Linked DNA regions of Gossypium raimondii: region 2 is linked to region 1. Evidence: chromatin contacts called from public Hi-C data. All regions are on one chromosome and are shown on one strand. The core of a region is the stretch at or near the end of the contact, and the rest is flanking DNA. Distances in the headings are between cores, read along the strand shown.

The links. Hi-C and Micro-C count contacts between places; a contact is called where the count stands out from the background.
Region 2: a Hi-C map of leaf shows a contact between it and region 1, with 2.6 times the contacts expected there. The contact joins the promoter of LOC105790987 here to the promoter of LOC105790976 in region 1. A contact is called at or near these places in 2 of 2 Hi-C or Micro-C datasets (both in leaf).

What each region holds. Positions count from the first base shown.
Region 1 is chr8:19,552,754-19,555,771 of ASM2569854v1, reverse strand. It overlaps LOC105790976 (E3 ubiquitin-protein ligase XBAT32), which reads left to right and starts at 1,394. Exons shown (of 10, transcript XM_012618794.2): 1 at 1,394-2,336; 2 at 2,424-2,483; 3 at 2,663-2,734; 4 at 2,849-3,018. The coding sequence starts at 2,142.
Region 2 is chr8:20,072,762-20,075,779 of ASM2569854v1, reverse strand. LOC105790987 (hypothetical protein) reads right to left here and starts at 1,579. Exons shown (of 9, transcript XM_012618808.2): 1 at 1,374-1,579; 2 at 1,173-1,294; 3 at 963-1,072; 4 at 580-775; 5 at 386-478; 6 at 1-33. The coding sequence starts at 1,446.

The DNA of each region.
Region 1 (3,018 bases), core at 145-2,644:
AGGCTTTTTCTCAGTAACGACCTTTTTCAGGCCGGTCTGAACTAGAATTGTTATCATCCAAACTTGACATAGATTGAAATTTGTGATACCATCGAACTTCTCAGTGTCAAACCCTGCTGCTGCCATATCTGAACGGGTTGATATATGAAAATTGATCTAGCTTTGATATCACTTGTTGAGGACCAACCCAATTATGTAATGAATAAGTAAAAATAGCAAAAGAAATTGAGAAATTGAACACAAATTTAACGTGGAAAAACCCTTCCAAAGAGGATAAAAAGTCACGAGTAAATATAATTTTACTATAATGGTAAAAGAACGAAGAGTACAAAAGATGAAGATAAAAACTAAATCCCAAAACTCGAAAATAAAGAACCCTTAAAACGTAAATACAAAATTCTCTAAAAGCTGTTATAAGTTCTAATATTTAATGGATGTATTTTCTAAGGTTGTAAAATAGTCTCTTTATAATCTAAATTGTAGGTTAAATAAATTATACTAATAAATGTTAAATATATTATACTAATAAATACTAAATTTTCTAGAAAAATATATATATATTTTAATTTAACTTGCAAGCAATATCTTATTTTATTTAATAGGAATTTGGATTATACAACTCTAATAAAAATAAATAAGTTTAATTTTGTTTATAATATTTTTTAAATAAAAATTAGATTCTAAAGAAAATAATTTTTTTATATATCAAACTTTAAAATTTAAAAGTTATCACTTATTATGGAATCATAATCTTAAGAAAAACTGGTACCCAAATGAAATTAGGTGCCTCCCATCCCATCCCATGTATGATGTCGTACAGCTGCAGCATGCCATTCTCCGCAGGGTTGTGTAACTTACAATGAAACCTAGGCCGTACAATTCTTTCTATCCACATTGTTAGAAACCACTAATCTAAAATTTCTAAAATCCAAATGGAGTCCAATTGAAGGCACCGCCATTGCTTCAGGCCTCAAACGCATGAAGTATCTTCAACCAGAAATCCAACTCAAGTCTTACATGGTCACCCATAACATTAATAGTTGGATCAATTTGACTGCAAGTCATTCAGTCATCTATCTTTCGCTAGCTATTTTGTTTCGAAAGAGGTTTTATATAATTTTCATATCTTAAACACCCCCAAAAGTTAACAAAAACCATGGGATTTGGCAACTAGATGAGCTGACTTTTATTAGTACCTTGTTGTAAGTTATAATTGACAATGAAATAAACTTTCCTTTCACCGAGAAATGAGAAAAACCCCTGAACTTACTAGCAACGTTGACTGCCAATTGGCCAATAATAGCCAATCATAGGGACACGCTTTTATTTATTTTTTATTTTTGAAGTGTTCTTACGGGTCAATTTAGTGGTTGAGGTTGCAGTAAAAGGTTGCTGTCTTCATAAAAACATTTCCCATTTTTATCTCCCGTTTAGATCTTTCTTTCTCTTATTTGTAGCAAATTTCAATTTCGGTTACATTATATCCGCATCCCATTATTCCACATTTAAGTACAAACGTGTCTTCCATTTGGTCAAGTCCTTTTCTAAAGGGCTTCAACGTTGATCAATTGTTAAAGGGGGGAGAGAGAGAGAGAGGATGCTATTTTGATCAGGGTCTTTTAAATTCCGATTCTTTTAGGAGTATCTGGAATTGGGTTTTGCAGATTTTGGGTCATCCTGATAATTTTGAAGCTGGGTATTTGTTAGTGGGAATCTGACCGCAATGGAGATTCTAGAGATTGTAGATGTTTATTTGATGGGGATTTGACTTTGAAAGATAGGAATCTTTATTTCTTTCTTAGAGTCAGAAGAATTTATAACTTTTTGTTTGTTTGGTTCCATCTTGAAAAGCACGAGACAATTTATTAATCCATAAAACAGTCACATCCTGATTTTTTTTTCTTTTTTAAAGTAATTGCAGGCAAGGTTCTTCTTCTGATGTCAAAATTAAAAAGGTGGCAATCCATTTAAGGAAATGAAACATTGACTGTTAGAACTTCTCTTAGATGTATTTTGGAAGGCTTCATTGTTATTGGTTTGGTCTATTTCGCAAGATTTGGATGGTTTGAGGATTATGATTTAGGAGAGGTTTTGTGGTGCACCGTTTTTTAGGCATTTAGAACAGACAGAGAAGCTCATCAATGAGATTTCTAAGCTTTGTGGGGAACTCCTTTGGATGTTCCGCATCTGGGGAACGCCTAGTTTCCGCAGCAAGAGATGGAGATCTTCAAGAAGCCAAGGCTTTATTGGAATACAATCCAAGACTTGCAAGGTATTCAACTTTTGGAGCTCGCAATTCGCCTCTCCATTACTCTGCTGCTCAGGGTCACCATGAGGTATTCAATACCTTAAATTTCTGCCTGGAAACGTTTCTTCCAAATTAACCGTAATGCTGATTTTTTTTCTTTTCATTTTTATATCAGATAGTTTCGCTCTTGCTTGAGTCTGGAGTAGATATTAACCTCAGGAACTATCGGGGTCAGGTAATTCAATTTTGTATTCTCTGTTTCTTTTTTCTCTCATCCATTATTTGAGTCCATTTCTAAATTTGCCAACCAGTTATTATTCATGTGGCTTTTGGGTTTCTCAGACATAATTTAGTTTAGGTTTCCTGGGTTACTATTGTTTGTTTTAAGTTTTGCTTAATAACTGTGATCTACAGACTGCTCTGATGCAAGCTTGTCAATATGGACACTGGGAGGTTGTTCAAATTTTGATTCTTTTTGGGGCCAATGTAAGATTGTTACTTGAAAGTTTAGTTTCCTCTATTGCTATAGATCTGTATGGTTTTCAAACTTGATTGGAATTTGATTATGACAAGTGAAGTTTGTGCTGAAATGGTTCTTAGATTCACAGAGCAGATTATCTTAATGGGGGTACTGCACTCCACTTGGCTGCCTTGAATGGTCATTCCCGGTGCATAAGGCTCCTTCTTGCAGATTATATTCCTAGCATTCCTGATTGTTGGAATATATTAACAAACAAATCAAAAGATAAAGAATCTACTTCAGATTTTGA
Region 2 (3,018 bases), core at 330-2,829, 520 kb before region 1:
GAGTAGAAGCATATTTCCTTGTACTGCCTCCACCTAATATATAAAGAGTATATCAGTTCTAAAGTGATCTCTCTCGATTTCAAATTTCATGTATCCCGACAATGCTTCACCAAAATCCTCCATGATGTATCAGAAATTTACTCAAGGCAGACAAAAATATTGACATTGAAAGGCTTCTTTTAACAGAGAAATGTATTTTGCCAATTGAGACATGAAAATGTTATGAGCTCAAGTAAACACTAGCCCTTAAGAAAAGTGCTATTGGAATATATTTATGAAAGATCCTCCTTTTAGTGTTGATAACAAAACTTCCATTAGATATATTGAAGAAAAAATCATAGGTAAACATGTTGCAACAATAACACATTTGTACATGACTCCATACCTTTGCTACAGTAAGTCCTATAGGACACGGTCGATGTGGAGATCGTGTAGCAAAAACTCCCAGCCTTCCTCCTTTCAATCTTGGAACTCTGACCTATTAAGTGACCAACCTTCCATAGAAGTCTAAGGATGATAAGAAAGTTCCATAAAAGATAGAAAGGAATATACATATATCATTATTATAGTTCCACAAACCTTGGCCTTAAACTTTGATTTAGATGGATGCTTCCATAACTTTTCCAGATCTGTATTCAAATGAAATACATATATAATCCAGCAATGAGAGTATTCCTCGAGACCCTCAAGTGATGCTGGAGGCACTCTAGTTGAATCAAAAACCAAACATGCCCTAGCAAGAGGGACAAGTAGAGGTTGCCTAGGGGTTCCATTCCTACATAAATTTTACAAGCAATTGGAACCTTTCTTGAGTAGCAAAGATAAATTAGTAGTAAGCTTCAATCAGATTATTTACCAAGGCAAGCGTTATTATTGCATAGCTTCTATGAACAGAATAAAAAATGTTATTTACCCAATCAGTCATTAAATTTTTTTTAAACGAAGCACCATCTGGAAATCACCTTGTAGAAAAACAAGATTGAACGATACCAATAGGTGCCATTGGATACGATGGTATGTCTAAATTCTCAGACTTGGCTTGTGGTTGAGCGACTACTGCTTTCCTCAATGCCTACAAATGTTGGATTTTTTCATACAAATAAATAACAAAACCAAAAGAAAACTAACAGTCATCATAAAGAATAAAAACAATAAAAGAAAGAAGGAAGAACCTGTTGAGCCCTAATCCGACCTTGTCTTTCAGCAGCACATTTTTCCAAAGCAGAATTGAGGGATTTTTGAAGCTCTTTCATCTTTGAATCCCATTCTATCAAATTTTTCTTCCATATATAAACTGAAAGAAAGAATATCAACATCCACCATTGATACAAATTAAATAAAAAGAATAAAAAGGGGGTGGAGAGAGATGATACAGGAGATAGCTGAAGAAGCAGAAAACAGAGTAGCAAGTGCCAATGCTAAGATGGAGTATCGGGTGGAGGACATGGGTTTTGTGTAATTAGTGCTTGTAGTATTTCTTCTTCTGCTCTTTCGTCCAAGTATAGCTAGCTGCAGTTGGGTTGAGTAGGGTTTTAGCTTACGAAAAAACAAGTTTGAAGTTTCTTCTACTTTATTTATTTTTTAATTTTGGTTGGCACTTGGGAATTGGGATAGTATGGCATGGATTTTTAAATTGGATCAAACAGAGAACTGCTGTAAGCCCGCAAATAATGATCCAAGGCCCTTGTTGTTTATGTTCCCTTGGCCATGGCTAGCCCCTGGAAACTGTTACTACAATCCAATTTAGACCGTGTTAAGTGACAAAGGTCCATACTTGGGAAATTTACAGAAATAATACTAAAATAATCATTTATTACTTAAATAATATACATCTATTTTTATTTACCCAAATGATATATTTTGAAATAGTAAAAAATAATTTGGGTCTCCAATTGATGCTGATTTCGACATTAGTAAACTTAAATTGTTCTTTTAATATTAAAAAGTAAAATATTAAAATTATAATTTTAAAAATAAAAATTATGAAAATAAAAACTTTTAAAATTATTTTTTAAATTAAATATAAAAATTATAAAATTCAATATTATCTAAACTAAATTAGACCAGAAAATTGGTTGGGGTATTGTTCTAATGAAAGGTAAAAATTGGTTGACCCATGATTTTTATCCAACTGGTCTAGTTCGGTATTTATAACAATGAATTTTGAATTTTTTATATTTTAAAACATTTTAATATTGAATTCTAAAGAGTTTTTCATTTTTATTTTAAAATTATAATTTTAAACTTTTATGTTTTTAAAATATGAAAAAATATTTTAAATACTTTTAAAGAGTATGGACCAAATTAATAGAAAATTATTGTAAATGTTCAAGGCTAAAAAGTTTAAAAATTTTAAAAATTAGTTGACCCATGAACTAGTACGGATTGTTTAACCCCAGGCTAAAAGATCATTTAAACAAATAGTTGAATTGATTTTTACAATTTTGTAATTTTTAATTTTTTATAATTTATTTGCTTTGAACCGATCAGGCCAGTGATTATGGGAACTAATTTGTCAGACCAGTTTGAAATTGGTACAACTATTAGTGCAATCGAGTTTTTAGCTAGCTTCTATAACTCAACCAATTTTTTATCCAATTAGTTTGGTCTGGATTAGATAACATTAAATTTTAGAATTTTTTATATTTTATTTAATTTTTAAAATTTTAAAGAGCTTTTATTTTTCATAATTTTTATTTTTAAAATTATAATTTCAAGTCAATTTGGTCATTGAGAAACTCAAATTATTATTTTTATTATTAAAACATATTATGTGAGTAAATAAAAGTAAATCTATATTATTTGAGTGATAAATTATTATTTTAATATTATTTCTGTAAATTTCGCGTCCATATGTTCAAGAGATATACTATAGTAATATACAATTTAATATCAGAACTTAAATAGGTTTTCTTAGTTTGATACATATATATTTTCTTTATCAATTTAATATCAGAACTTAAATAGCTTTTCTTAGTTTGATACATATATATTTTCTTTATCAAAGTGATAGTTAAA